5 separate regions of the Mus musculus genome follow, and regions 1, 2, 4 and 5 are each linked to region 3. Evidence: chromatin contacts called from public ChIA-PET, HiChIP or PLAC-seq and promoter capture Hi-C data. All regions are on one chromosome and are shown on one strand. The core of a region is the stretch at or near the end of the contact, and the rest is flanking DNA. Distances in the headings are between cores, read along the strand shown. Region 1 holds the start of Lmtk2 (lemur tyrosine kinase 2). Region 2 has its middle 20 kb from the start of Kdelr2. Region 3 holds the start of Usp42 (ubiquitin specific peptidase 42). Region 4 holds the start of Kdelr2 (KDEL (Lys-Asp-Glu-Leu) endoplasmic reticulum protein retention receptor 2). Region 5 overlaps Lmtk2 (lemur tyrosine kinase 2).

Region 1 (2,700 bases), core at 186-2,685, 370 kb after region 3:
CCACGGACAGCTAAGTGTTTACAATGGGTTTTTGGAGGGAGTTTGGAAACCAGGTGAAGCTCTGGGCTTGCAAGTTGCTAAAGTTCCACCTGATAAGATGCAAGGCAGCTCTTCAGGTGTTTTTATTCACAAATTGGACTCCCAGAGTCAGCAAAGGTGGTCTCCCCAACCCCAAGGAAGGGGCTCAGAGCTGTGTTACAGTCAAACACTTTCTCCCTTTCTATTATGTGTGCATGGATGTATGTGTTGTGTGCATGGATGTATGTGTTGTGTGCATGGATGTATGTGTTGCTTGTGTTTGCATGTGATTTGTTTATGTGTGTGCATTTTCTCCACCTGTCCCTGTGTATGTATGTGTGTGTGTGTGTGTGTGTGTGTGTGTGTGTGAAGGCCAGAAGAGTGTCTTTCCTCGGGGTCAGGGTCCACTTTTTGTTTTTGAGGCAGGGTCTCTTATTGGCCCGAAACTTACCTAGCAAGTTTGTCTGGCTTGTCAGCGAGTCCTACGAGCCATCTTTTTTTCTGCCTCTTCAGCAAGCATTGTCCACTAAGGTTAGATTTTCTTTATGTGGATTTCTTGGGGATCAAATTCAGGCCCTCAAGCTTGCAAGGCAAGCAATCTCTTCATTGCATTTGAGACATCTTCTACCTCACCTGGAAGTTGCTCCCTCCTCACACCCATCACCAACACCTAGCACAGTTCCAGTAGAGAACACCCAGGAGGAGCTCCAAGGTGACTCAAGACAGGGCTGCTGTCCTCAAGGGGTTTACAGTCACAGGAACAATAAAACATGACAGTCGGCCCAGGGCTGGGCTAGGTCGGGGCTGTGGATGCTCAGTTATTTGTGGGATTGGGGTGAAGCCATCGATGAAGTCATACATATTCCAGGTGTGTCTTGACGAATGAAAGGATGCGCATCTGCCAGGTGAACAAGAGGGGGCAGGAAGGGCTGGCTGTCTTGGCAGAGGAGCTGGCTTGAGCTCACTGCTACGTCAGTAAGTGAAGTCAGAAACATTCTGTGCTTGATCAATTAAAATTTTTAAAAATTTCAACGTTTCCTCAAGAGCTTATCTGATATGAGGGTCAGCCTAAGAAGAAGAGGCTAAGAAAGTTCTGATAAGTGAAAATGAAGAAAGTAAAACCGGGGATAAAATACCGAGAACCATGTTGGTAAAAATTAGAAAAGAAAAATAAAAAGTAGGAGAAAGAGAGACAAAAGTCCCAGATTAAATTATGTGGGTTATTATGGACTTCTTTATATCTTCCTAAAATAATTGTCGATGTTACCTGCTGCCCACGCCTCATTCCTCTGTCTGCAGGGGGCGCACCGATCGCCACCTTGCCGCCTATGGCTGAGAGGGTGGGGCTCCCGGAGTCAGTATGGATTGACGATTGGCTGGTCCAGGTGTCGGTCCCGGCATCCCGCCTCAGCTCTACGTCACATGACGCAGCCCATCATGGCGGCGGGAGCGCGGCTGCCTGGGCCCGCGGCTCCGCAGGCTGGGCGCCGTTGCTGCTGTTGAGGGGCGGCGGCGGCGGCGGTGGCGGCGCTGACGGGCGGGAAGGATGATGCTGGCTCCGAGGCCAGAGCGGCGGATGCAGACCAGGAACAAGGTTGACGTTTGGCTAAAGAGACGTGTGTCCCGAAGCAGCCGGCGCCGGTGTCGCTGAGGCGGCGCGGAGGGCTGACCGACTGACTGAAGGCGGCGACCCGAGAGCCGGCCCCGTGGGGGACCGCGCGGTGGACGAGATGCCGGGGCCGCCGGCGTCGCCGCCGCCGCCGATGCTCCTGCTGCTCCTGCTCCTGACGGTCGGCTGTGCCCGGGCCGCGCCACTTCCGCAAACAGGTGCAGGTGAGCGGAGCCCGGGGGCTGCGGGGCCGCTGCGTCTTGCGGGGCGGCGGCGAGGGCGGCGGGCTTGCGGGGTTGGGCCACCTCTGCGGCGGATCGGAGGCCTGCCGAGGGCAGGAGGCCGCGGGATGCCCGCGATCTCAGGGAGATTTCTTGCCGCAGGGGCGTGGGATGGGGGGCGGGGGCGCGGCGACACGGTGGGGGTTGGGGAAGACGGCGGGGCGAGGTGGCAGCGATGGGTTCCCCTACCTCCCGGGGGACTCTTTTTCCCGGACTCTTAAACTTGTTGCCCTAAAGGTACCTCCAGCTTCTGTCCTCGACACTTCCTTTTTTTTTTTTTTCTTCTTCCAGATGTCACCTGCCTCTGGTGGCTTTTCTCCCGTCTTATTATAAGAACCGTTTCTTATTTCTCGTCATTCCTTAAATGAAACCAATGACTCGCGGAAGCTGTGCAGTTTCCTTGGCTCACCGAAACTTGTTCTAAAGTTGTAAATTGATTTTAGATGCTGTGGTTGTTGGGCTATTGGTTTATTTATCTGTTTATTTATTTATTTTTTCGGAATGAGTCGCTGGGGATGAGAAAGGAACAAACGATACATAATTTTGTTTTAGGAAGCTAGTGACTGGAGTAGCATAGCAGCTTTTGCGTATCCACTGACAAATTGGCCTGAGGGTAATTGAACTATTTCAGCGAGTGATTCTCTTTTCAAGCTCTCAGCCCTTCTGTATTTTCTGCATATAGTTTTGATTTGGAGTTTATAAATAAAACTTCAGCCAAAGAAACCATCTCAGAAATTTTAAGAAAAAAAAACAAATCTAGGCTAACTTTCCATCATTACGGCTTTCTTTCTT
Region 2 (2,700 bases), core at 123-2,622, 310 kb before region 3:
TGAAGCATGGTGTCACAGTCAAGTTTGCTGCCTGAATATAGGTTGTCAAGTAACGTTTTCTCATTGAGGTTTATGGAGGTCTTGTTGAGATGGGCTCTCGATATGTAGACCAGTCTGACTTTGAACTCAGAGACATGCCTGCCTCTGCGCTTGAAGTCCTTTAGGATGAACGACATGCCACTATGCCCAGCGGATATGAAAGTTTGGGGGTTTCTTCTGTTTTTTATGTAAAATGATGCATTTTGGACTCAGGCTCGTGTGGAGTCTTGCATCTCAAAACATGGGATTACTATGAATTTCAGTTCTGTAGAGAAACTCCCAAGTGCAACGTTTAAGAAGTTTAATGGGATGGAGAGATGGCTCAGCAGTTAAGAACACTGACTGCTCTTCCAGAGGTCCTGAGTTCAAACCTCAGCAACCACATGGTGGCTCACAACCATCTGTAATGGGATCTGATGCCCTCTTCTGGTGTTTCTGAAGACAGCAACACTATACTCATATATTAAAATAAATAAACCGTAAGCCTTGTACACTGGGAAAGAGCAGGGCCGGAGGGAGAAGAAAAAAAAAAAAGTTTAACTAAGCCCTTGGGCCAGCAAGATGGGGCTTAATGGATTAAGGTGCTTGCAGCCAAGCCTGATTCCCCGAGTTCAATCTCTGGAGACTACAACACAGGGAAGCGTTTTCCTCTGGTTTCTACACATGTGCCATGGTGTGTGCATGCCCCTCCACCGCACAAAAATATTTAAAAGACCCCCTCTTGGTGAAGTGATCTGCACGACTTCCTTCACCCTTCACTCTCCAGGGAGAGCTAGCTGCCCTGAAAGCCTCCTGGAGATTGGTACCCAGAGGACACTGGCTAGTTGTGCTAGATGTTTCAGAATCCTTGTTAGAAACATCTATAGGGTGTGTGAGGTTGCTCAGTGGGTAGAGTTCCTTGCTGCTTAAGCCTGGTGGCTGGCGTTCAATACCTGGGTAGAAGGAGAAAACCAACCCCACAGATTGCCCTCTGACTCCATGTACACGTTGTGATGTATGCTCACATGTAAACACACCCCGACAGTAAGAATGAAAATAAGATACTTAAAGTCATGTGTCTAGGTATGTGGGTCTCTGCAGAGGCCAGACGCATCAAAGCCTTTTGGAGCTGGAGTTCCAGGGGGTTGTGAGTGGGTGTTGGGAATTGAACTCAGGTCCTCTTCAAGATCGGTAGCACTCTCAATTGCTAAGCCATATCTCCACCCACAAATAAAGTTTTGAAAAGGAATAGATGTGTAGAAACTGACTTTTCGGGACCTCAGGTTTGATGACTAATGGGTAAATACGGAACCCCACGTGGGGTTGGGGTTGGTTTTTCCGCCCCCTAGTGGTCAGTTGTGAGATTCCCATGTAGCCTGAGCTGTCAATCATCCTTCACTGACCCTATAAAGGTTAGTGTGGGATTTGGTTTCTCCTGTATCCCCTCCCCCCTTTTTCTTTTGTTTTGAAACAGGATCTTTGTGTCTGTGCAGATGGCCTGGAACTCCACATGTAGACCTAGAATTCACAGAAATCTGGCTGTCTCTGCCTCCAGAGTCCTGGGATCAAAGTCCTGGTTTATATAATTCCTATTTCTTATCCCTGCTATTTAAAAGCCTGGTGAATCCGGGTATGTGGTACAGGACTGTCATCCTAGTCACTCCAGAGGCTGAAGCAGGAGGATCATAAATTCAAAGTAGCCTTGGAAACCTACTGAGATCTATCTCTAAAATGTGGGGCTAGGGAGAGGAGAACAAGAACCTGATTTTGTTTTTGTTGGCTTGGTTTTTTTTGTTTTTGTTTTTGTTTTTTGTTTTTTTTTAAGACAGGGTTTCTCTGTGTGGCCCTGACTGTCCCAGAACTCACTCTGTAGACCAGGATGGCCTCAAATTCAGAGAGCCAACTGCCTCTGCTTCCCGAGTGCTAGGATTAAAGACGTGTGCCACCACACTGGTTAAGAGCCTGAATTTGACTCCTTAGCTCCCAGCTAAAAGTTGGATGTAACTCTAGCATTGAGGGGATTCATATAGAAGTGTGCTAGCAAGCCAGACCAGCTGAAAAAAAAAAATGAGCTCTAAGTGAGAGAGACTACTAGGTGGGGTTCTTTAGAGTCACAGAACTTATGAAATGTCTCTATATATTAAGTGAATTTATTGAAATGGCTTAAAGTCTGCATCCCACCTAATCTAACAGTGGGCAGCGGTGAATGGGAAGTCCAAGAACCTAGTAGTTGCTCAGTCCCACGAGGGTAGGTGTTCCAGCTGCTCTTCTGTATAAGCTGCCATCCTGAAGAAGCAGGTTCCAACAGATGTGCTGGCAAGTAAGTGCAAGCAGGCAGAGAAGAGGAAGGCCTTCCTTCTTCCAATGTTCTTATGTAGGCCTCCAGCAGAAGGTATGGCCCAGATTAAAGGTGTGTGCCACCACGCCTGCATCTGGAACTTGCTTTTTCCCAGGATGGCCTTGAACTGAAGAGATCTGCTTGCCTCTGTCTCCTAGGATTAAAAGTTTGTACTACCTTGCCTGGGCCTAAGCTTTTCATGGCCACTGTGGCTCAAGATCTGGATCAAAAGTGTGCCCTCCATTTCTGGGTTGTAGTTCATTCCAGATGTAGTCAAGTTGACAACCAGGAAGAGCCAACATAGAGACCGTGTCTCAAAAAATAAGGTAGGAGAGAGTGCTGGA
Region 3 (2,705 bases), core at 130-2,629:
GTTTTTAATTGTATTTTGGTAAACAGAATGATTAGCCGTAAAACTCTGCAAACCAAGTACTTACTGTAGTCTTGAATCAATGATTACAGAAAAGAAAGTGAAACTGTCCCTGAGTAAAAACAAATAAGTGTAACTCATTATTCACAGACCTAAGCATCTGAATGAGTGACATGGTAAAAGCAGAACGTTTAAAATGCATGCTTTGAAGAAAAGTTCTCCTCCATAAACAGCTGTGCGAACCTGGATCCGGTTGTTACTTTGTAAAAGGGGCGTTAACTAGTTTCCCCGACACTTTTTGTTACTTGAGTGTATTTACTTGAAAGAACCACAAACAAGCAAGTCCTAAGGCCTTCAGATATAAAAGAGCTATTCAACAAAAGTAATCTCAACTGTATTCTAGGGAGGTTAAAGTCCTAGATTGTAAAACTTTGGTCCCGTCAAATTTTCATTTCAAACATCTGAATCTGATCCCTCCCACCCGCCCTTTCCTCCAGGTAAGTTGGTTCTCTGTGCCCCAAAAGATAAAGAGCCTGGGGGAGGAAGGCACACTCGCTTTTTCGGAGGGGAAAGAGCTACGGGGCTCCTCCCCCCCACCCCAACACCCCCGGCTGTCCGCCTCTCTTGCGGGTGTCCGCTCCGCTACGGCGTGGGCAACTCGGGTGTTCTGCTGAGGAGCCTAGTGGACTGCGCCCGGGTGGGAAAGTTTGTCGGGGTGGGGTGGGGGCGGGGAGGCCAGCCCGGAGCTCCGAGGGGCGCCCTGGAGCCGGAGGTGGCAGCCACGCGGGGGGGCGGCGGGCGGGCCCCGGACGCCGGCTACGCCGGCTACACTGTCCCGGCGTGCACACGCCCACCCCGGCAGCTCCAAACGCGCCGGGCGGCCCGGTAGCTGCCGGCCGCCCGAGCAGCGGACCGAGGGGGCGGGCTGGGGCCGGTGGGGGTGGGAGCGCTGTGGCCATGGCAACCAGGGGGGTCCGGCCCTTCCGTGCAACCCCGGCGCTGCCTTCGCTGCGAGCCCGCCCGCCGTGGCCACCGCCTCCTGCTCTGCGGGCCTGGCCCGGCCGGGCGGCGGCAGCGCCAGTCCCGCAGCCGTGGGGTCCCCGGGCCGCCCGGCGGCTGTAGAGGGGGCGGCGGGCGAGGGGCCGCGCTAGTCCCGGCGGGCCGCGGCCGGCTGAAGGCGGCGGGGCGGCTGAGGCCGCGAACCAGGGACACGCGGCCCGGCCCCACGCCGGCCTGCAGCGGGCGGGAAGGAGGCGGGAGCTTACCTGACCCGGCTCGGCACTCGCTCCATCCCCCTCGGCCGCCGCCGCCGCCGCCGCCGCACACAGCCCAGCCGCCCGGCGGGGGACAATGACGTGCCTCCATCCGGGCACCGCCGCCGCCGCCTCCGGGTCAGCGCCGCACCCGCAGCTTGCCGGCCGGGCCGCCAGGGGGCGCACCAGGGCCGCGCCCGCACGCGCCGCCGCCACGGCCTCCGCCGCCCAGGGGCCGTCGCGCAAGAGGCGCGGCGCGCAGCTAACGGGCCGGGCAAACGCGGGAGGGGCCGTCGCCCAAGGGCGGCGGGGCGCGGGCTGGCCTCACGCGTCAGCTAAGCGCCGGGCTCCGCCGGAGAAAGCACACTGATTGGTCCGACGCCCTGATTGGCGGGATGCACTGATTGGCTGGGTGTCCGGCAGCAGGGCGGGGAGGGGCCGCTTCCGTTCAGAGTTCCCGGAGTGGCCCGGGTTGGGGCCCTAAAGCCAGTACACCTGAGCTCCCATCCCGGGAGACTCATGCCTCTCCTACGCGTGGCCCTGCGGACTACGGTGGCGAGGCCACTGGGCTCTGCGATCCACGGGCCCTCACCGCGATGGGGCCTCCGCTGTCTCTACCTTACGTAGCCCTGCCAGGCTAAAGAGCAGACCATGCACCCCCCTCAACGTCTCACTTCAAGTCTTAGCTCTCCAGATTGAGGCAACTGCGCCCCAGTCCTACAGTCATGCTTCTTGTTACTTCCTGGATCCTGAGGCTGGACAAAGTAGTTCATCCTTGTATTCTCTCCCCTCCAGCGCCTGCCTGTGGTACCCATTTAGTACACACCCCTGAAGAGCATTCACTGCTGATCAAAACCTTTCACCCCCTAGACCACCAGTTCACTACACCCTACTGACCTAAAGAGCTGTGGTCCTGCCCACCACCCACTTGCCTTCTCTCTCACTAAGCCTAGTCTAACTGACTCCTCCAGCACTCCACTCTGGTTTCACTATACTCTTGTGGACACAGTTTTTTGTTTTATTTTAAAACACAGATCAGAAGAAGAAGCTAAGCTCTTTAGCTTGGGCATTAAAAGTCCCATTTTAATGATTCCCAGTACAGGTGAGTCTGAGACAGGAGAATCACAAGTTTGAAGACACCCTGTGCTACAGAAGGACTCCCAGTCTCAAAACAAAACACCCAACTCCATATTTCCTTTTTCCTTTCATTTATTCCAGCCACAGCATGCTATGTTAAGCTTTTAACATTATAAAGAGGTCAGGAGCCTATACCTACTCATGCTACCAACTTCATTACAGTCCCTATAGGTTGGCTATAAAATGTCTATTGAGTATTTGGAGCAAAAAACTCAAGTACTTTGAGGAATTAAAAAGGAGAAAGAGAATCCTAGTTGCTCACATTTCAGCATCTCCTGTCAAAATTAACACCACAACTTTTTTCTTTACAAAAAATGG
Region 4 (2,700 bases), core at 104-2,603, 330 kb before region 3:
TTAACTGAGCCATCTCCAAGGTAACCCATGACGCATGGGTTAGTGCTTCAGCCCCATCTTCCCACCCTGCTCCATCATTTAAGCCTCCAAGTTTCTTCTTAAATGGCAAACAAGAAACACTGTAAATCCAGAAAGATTGCTGACACATGTCTGCGAGAAACACAGCCCAGATCTCCAGCACCCACATAAATGCTAGGCTGTGTTGAAGCCTGGGAGATAGAGACAGGGGATCCCTTCGGCAAGCTGGCCTGCTAGACTAGCCAAATCAGCAAGCTCTGGGTTCAAGTGTGATGCCTTGCTTCAATATATAAGGTGTAACAGGATCTAGAAGGTCCTAGAAATAGCTGGCCTCACAGCCTACACATGTGCACACACACGTGTGAACAGACATATAAAAGCAAAAAGAAAGAAGAGGAAGAGGAGGGAGAGGAAAGAAAAAGAAGTGGTGGGGTTGCTCAGCGGCTAAAGGGGCTTGTCACCAAGCCTGGAGATTTGAGCCTAGTCCCAGGAACCAACAAGATGGAAGGAGAGAACTGGGCCTGACTGGATGTGCCCACACAGTCCACAAATAAATTTTTATTTTTATTTTTATTGTTTCAGGGGTGTGTGTGTGTGTGTGTGTGTGTGTGCGCGCGCACACACATGAAGGCACCCTCAGAGGTGAGAGGTGTCAGATAGAACTGGAGTTCCAGGCTGTTGTGAGTCTGCAGTTGTGGGTGCTGGGACTCGAAATCAGGTCTATTAGAAGAACAGCAATTGCTCTTATCCACTGGGCCAGCTCTCCATCCCTAATACAAAATTTTAATGTAATTTTAAATAAAAATTAATAGATTTTGACAGATTTCTTATGACTTATTTTTATTATTATTTAAAATGTGTGTGTTAGTTTGTGTGTGGGTGTGTGCATGGGCGTGCAGGTGCTCTCAAAGGCCAGAAGCAATGAATTCCCTGGAGTTGGTGTTAAAGGTGATGTAAGCTCCCCGAGGTTAGGAGCTGGGCATCGAACTTCGGTCCTATACAAGAGAAGCTGGAGTTCTTAATCACAGAAATTTTAATCTTGCTTTCTACCCTCGCAATGCCTCTGAGATAGGTATTTCTGCTATCTTAGTAGGGAATGGAAAAAAAAACAAGACAATACTCACAACTGAGTGGCATTTCAAAAACTTAGAGAAGGAAATCGCTGGCACCTAGGCGGAAACCCTGGAGACGGAAATTGCGGAGGACTCTGGGTCCTCAGTTGACCGTCCACGCGGGATGTAAAGTCCGGCTGCTCACCGACGCTGGGCCTTTAAGGGGCGTGGCGGGGGCGTGGCCCCAGCGGTCGCCCGCTCTCCCAGGCTGCCCCGCGCGCGCGACGGCAGTTCGGCCACGTCCCTGGCCACGTCGCGCCCGCTCCCGCCATCTTTCGCCGCTTCCTCTCTCCGGGGCTGCTGTCGCCGCGTCCCGAGTCGCTGCCTAGCTCCGGTGCCGCTGTGCCGCGCCGACCGCCGCCGCCATGAACATCTTCCGGCTGACTGGGGACCTGTCCCACCTGGCGGCCATCGTCATCCTACTGCTGAAGATCTGGAAGACGCGCTCCTGTGCTGGTGAGCGGCCGCCGGGGCGAGGCGCGCGGGGCAGGAGCGCGCGCGTTTGGCCCATTCGACCGACCCATTCGGCTCTCGGTCGTTCCGGAGGCTTTGTGCCGGGCTTGCGATGGCCAGACACACCCATCTCGGCCTGCTCGGCGGGCAACGAAACCCCTCCGAGTGTGCACACGGGCTGGGGTGTCCGTCGCAGCTCTGGGCCCCCCAGTTCTGCGCTTGGTCCGCTCGCGAACTTGATCCGTCCTGGCTCAGCGAGCGCTGGCGTAACTGCCCCCGCGTCCTGCTGCATCTGAAAAGTTTAGCACGGGATCTGTGGGGCTCTAGTGGGCGTGTCCCTCTCCATGGGACTTTTGGGGGGCGCCTCTGAGTCCCCAGGAATCAATGGGAGACTTGCTCGAGGAGGATGGATAGGACCACAGACTAGCTGGGCCTGACGTGGCAGCCAGGCCACCCGCGAAGGTGGGGCTGGCTGGAGGAAGAGGGGCATCCTGCTATTCATTCTGTTATCTTCAAGGACAAGCAGAGGATGGGATGTGGGGGCAGGATGGTGTCAGGTCTGGCCTGTGCTTACAGTTGATGAGGCTACAACTCAAGCCTTGGGGTTCGGGATCTCATGCGTCATAAAAAGAGATGTGGATCTTTTAAGTGAGTTGCTTGGCATAGTTTTCATGTTACTCTGAGAAGCAAGCTAGTTTTTCATCCTTGAGTGTGGCCGTCTAATAACTGGTTCTCTTAAACTGCCAGCGCTGGGTACCACAGAGGCCTCTGTTCTCGGCTAGTATCCTTGCTCCACGTCACCATTGAGTTGGCGCTGTACCTCCCTCAAACTACATTGCAGAGAGGCAGTAGAGTGAACTTTCCTCACATAATAGCTGTGGACTTCTGCCTTTCGTTAAATATTAGGAATCTTACAAGTTTTAGATAAGTTCTTGGTGAGTGTGATGGTGCTTGCCTGTAATCCCAGCACTCGAGAGGTGGTAACCTGAGGTTCAGGAATTCAAAATGAGAATGGACTACATGCTGGTCCTGTCTCCAAAAACACCCCCTGCTCCCCAAAAACCCATTAATTAATTGATTGATTAAATAAATATATTCTTAAAATACTGTCCTTAAT
Region 5 (2,747 bases), core at 141-2,640, 430 kb after region 3:
CTGCTTGCTCTTACACTGGCCCTGCTCCTTCTGTTTGCAGTGATCTGGCCCTGCGGAATTGTTATCTCACCTCCGACTTAAATGTCAAAGTGGGTGACTATGGAATAGGCTTCAGCAGATACAAGGTAAGCAAAGCTCTGCCTGCTGTCTTCTTAACCTGCTTACTGTCAGTCAAGAGTCGGCTTGAAAAACACTGCTTGTGTTTAAGGGGGTAGGGGTGCGGGTGGGGGAGTCTTTTTATGCCATGGCCTTTCTCCAGCAGGTATATCCCAGTCCTTTTATGGTACCATTGGCTTCTGATTTGTCAAAGTCAGTAGCTTTGTGACTAAGGTCTCAGTGTAATGGATTCAGTTTGCCTGAATAATATATTAAAAAACAGTATTAAAGTACTCTAATTGCATACTTATCTATTTCACATGGATGTGTATATTTATAGGCACATACATGTCAAAGACATGCATGAGGAAGTCAAAGGCAGCTCTCTCTTTCTACTGTGTGGGTCCCCAGGCCAGAACTCAGGTTACAAGGCTTGGCAGCAAGTGCTTTACCCGTTGAACCATTTCACTAGCCATATGTAACAGATTTTAATTACATGTGGGCAAAATGCTAATTAGTATTTGTAGAGCAAAGCACACATGTCTGTAGATGTTTCTCACTATAATCAGTAAAATTGAAGCACAGGTATACTAAGGTTGATATTCATGTTTTTGCTTTGGTTTTTTTTTGTTTGTTTTTGTTTTATTAAGATTTTTTTTATTATACATAAATACACTGTAGCTGTCTTCAGACGTGTCAGAAGAGGGCGTCAGATCTCCTTACGGGTGGCTGTGAGCCACCATGTGGTTGCTGGGATTTGAACTCAGGACCTTCGGAAGAACAGTCAGTGCTCTCTCCCCCTGAGCCATCTTGCCAGCCCCCTTTTGCTTTGTTTTTAACTGTTACATATACCCCTAAAGAAAACAGCTCAGTAGATTTCATCTGTGAGTGTTTGCTGAGCTCTGCTGGGCCAGGCGGGATGGCTGAGTAGTTAAAACACATTCTCTTCTTGCTGTGGAAGACATGGGTTTAGTTCCCAGAGCCCACATGGAGGCTCACAACAGGACGGAGCTCCAGTTCCAGAGCCCCTGATACCCTCTTCTGACCTCCTCCTTAGGCTTTGGGCACATACATGGTGTACATACATACATTCAGACAAAGTATTCATACACTGAAAGTTAAATGAGTTGTATCTTTTTAAAAAGTGATATTGCTACAATACTAATCATTTTCTATGCAGCATCATAAAGTTAACAGTTATCTGTCATTTCGTGGGTTCTATGAGCACCAGAAGTGTAATGCTTTCAAAAACATGCAAATTTAGGTTGGTTTCCTGTCCAAGCACTAGTGGGAGTGTCTGAAGCTCTTACTGTTTGCTGTGAAGTTGTTGCTAGGATTACCTTTCTAGCCTCTCACAGAAGTGGTTGGCTTTGTGCAGCCCTTCCTTCCAGCTAAGGGAGAGGGCTTCTAGTGTCTGTAGCTCACCTGTCACTTTGCTGCTCGTAAGTGGTGGGAGGTTGACCTGTAACGTCAGCTGTGGTAACCAGCACAGTCCAGAAGTCTCTCTGCCTGCCTGCTTCCCATTTCCCTGTGCTGGTTTTGGTTGGGCGCGTGCTCACTGATAACGTTTTGCTCTTAAGCTCCCAAGCTCCCCTCACATGGAATTCCCCTGAACACTGTGCTTATGACCACGCAGGAGGATTACATTGAGACAGATGACAAGAAAGTTTTCCCCCTGAGATGGACTGCTCCAGAATTAGTGACCAGCTTTCAAGACAGACTCTTGACTGCAGATCAGACTAAATACAGTAATATCTGGTAGGTATCTGGCATGCTTTTTTATTTGGTTTTCTTAGCAAGGGCCCAACTCCTCTCTTTGAGTACAGGAGTTCTTCTAGGATGTAGGAGGCAGAGAGACACACCATGTGCCATAGCAGCGGTAATGGTTGTGTTTGACTTGCTGCTGCCACTTCTACCCATTCGCCTCCACTAAGGCCGGGAACTGCATCTGTTGTCCATGTTGTACCTGCCGGCCTGGAATACAGTAAGTGCTTAATATTTACTGAAGGGAGTGGGAAAACTGAGAGGTTTGGGCTGTTATGTAAGTGATTTTTAGGGGTCATTTCAAAAGATGCTTAAATGATGATGTATCTGAGTCTTTGACTTGACAGTGTCATGGTTTTCTTACTGATACCTTTATTTTAGGTATCAGGTAGTTTCCTGTTTGTTTTTGGTTTTCCTTTTCTTGCCTTCCTTTGGATTGATTTTCTTTTTTAGCTTTTTTTTTCCTCTTTATTTAGAAGCTATGCATTCTATGCCTGTGCTTTTATCAATTATTCTAGAAATTACAATATGAGTGAACTTTTTATACACCATAATCTTACTTCATCTCCTCACCCTCTTTCTTGACCAGTACAAGGCTTTGGAACACCTCACTTCCTTTTAGCTATGTAACACGCACGCACGCACGCACGCACGTGCGCACGCACAAGCATGCTTATGCATCAGTGTTCATTTAGGTTTATCCACATACAAGCTGTTTCTCCTCATGCCTCTTTTGTTCGTTTCTGTGTTTTGATCTCACACCTTGTTCTGGGATTATGCTCCGACTTAAAGTGTGTCCTTCCTAGTGAGACCTGCTGCTGCCAGACTGTGTTTTCTGTGGTCTGCACGTTCTTGCCTGTTTTGTTCTCATTCCTCAAATGCATTTT

What was found. ChIA-PET counts read pairs in DNA pulled down with a chosen protein or histone mark. HiChIP or PLAC-seq counts read pairs in DNA pulled down with a chosen protein or histone mark. Capture Hi-C pulls out chosen DNA fragments and counts their contacts.
Region 1: a contact with region 3 is called in an H3K27ac HiChIP or PLAC-seq map of microglia, with 5 times the contacts expected there. The contact joins the promoter of Lmtk2 here to the promoter of Usp42 in region 3. A contact is called at or near these places in 1 of 484 Hi-C or Micro-C datasets (CD4 T cells) and 2 of 115 datasets of contacts at active chromatin or transcription factors (memory CD8 T cells and microglia).
Region 2: a contact with region 3 is called in an H3K4me3 HiChIP or PLAC-seq map of bone marrow-derived macrophages, with 5 times the contacts expected there. The contact joins the enhancer-like site here to the promoter of Usp42 in region 3. A contact is called at or near these places in 3 of 39 promoter capture datasets (the C10 cell line, the HPC-7 cell line and cranial neural crest), 5 of 484 Hi-C or Micro-C datasets (the C2C12 cell line, the G1E-ER4 cell line, LSK cells and 2 more), 9 of 115 datasets of contacts at active chromatin or transcription factors (the 230-238 cell line, the SCID.adh cell line, bone marrow-derived dendritic cells and 4 more) and 2 of 9 other capture datasets (adipose tissue and embryonic stem cells).
Region 4: a contact with region 3 is called in a promoter capture Hi-C map of adipose tissue. The contact joins the promoter of Kdelr2 here to the promoter of Usp42 in region 3. A contact is called at or near these places in 3 of 39 promoter capture datasets (the C10 cell line, the HPC-7 cell line and cranial neural crest), 3 of 484 Hi-C or Micro-C datasets (CD4 T cells, bone marrow-derived macrophages and muscle stem cells), 8 of 115 datasets of contacts at active chromatin or transcription factors (the 230-238 cell line, bone marrow-derived macrophages, effector CD8 T cells and 4 more) and 4 of 9 other capture datasets (adipose tissue, embryonic stem cells, liver and 1 more).
Region 5: an RNA polymerase II ChIA-PET map of memory CD8 T cells shows a contact between it and region 3, with 5 read pairs. The contact joins the enhancer-like site here to the promoter of Usp42 in region 3. A contact is called at or near these places in 5 of 39 promoter capture datasets (the 3T3-L1 cell line, 3T3-L1-derived adipocytes, hippocampal neurons and 2 more) and 1 of 115 datasets of contacts at active chromatin or transcription factors (memory CD8 T cells).

Annotation. Positions count from the first base shown.
Region 1 is chr5:144,098,926-144,101,625 of GRCm38.p6, forward strand. It overlaps Lmtk2 (lemur tyrosine kinase 2), which reads left to right and starts at 1,436. Exons shown (of 14, transcript NM_001081109.2): 1 at 1,436-1,851. The coding sequence starts at 1,749.
Region 2 is chr5:143,422,734-143,425,433 of GRCm38.p6, forward strand. No RefSeq gene overlaps it. Among named protein-coding and RNA genes, the nearest start is that of Kdelr2, 20 kb to the left of the region's middle. Within about 2 kb of position 1,373, at least 7 of the 459 cell types and tissues checked have an H3K27ac peak or open chromatin away from gene starts, as enhancers often do. A contact at or near this core is called in bone marrow-derived macrophages, where this site is marked.
Region 3 is chr5:143,730,901-143,733,605 of GRCm38.p6, forward strand. It overlaps Usp42 (ubiquitin specific peptidase 42), which reads right to left and starts at 1,380. Exons shown (of 18, transcript NM_029749.2): 1 at 1,263-1,380. Gm38737 (a long non-coding RNA gene) reads left to right here and starts at 1,555. Exons shown (of 3, transcript XR_868672.3): 1 at 1,555-2,705.
Region 4 is chr5:143,402,467-143,405,166 of GRCm38.p6, forward strand. It overlaps Kdelr2 (KDEL (Lys-Asp-Glu-Leu) endoplasmic reticulum protein retention receptor 2), which reads left to right and starts at 1,354. Exons shown (of 5, transcript NM_025841.4): 1 at 1,354-1,586. The coding sequence starts at 1,496. Gm20635 (a long non-coding RNA gene) reads right to left here and starts at 1,276. Exons shown (of 3, transcript XR_868670.2): 1 at 1,143-1,276.
Region 5 is chr5:144,164,566-144,167,312 of GRCm38.p6, forward strand. Lmtk2 (lemur tyrosine kinase 2) reads left to right here. Exons shown (of 14, transcript NM_001081109.2): 8 at 41-125; 9 at 1,733-1,854. Among named protein-coding and RNA genes, the nearest start is that of Bhlha15, 24 kb to the right of the region's middle. Within about 2 kb of position 1,391, at least 28 of the 459 cell types and tissues checked have an H3K27ac peak or open chromatin away from gene starts, as enhancers often do. A contact at or near this core is called in memory CD8 T cells, where this site is marked.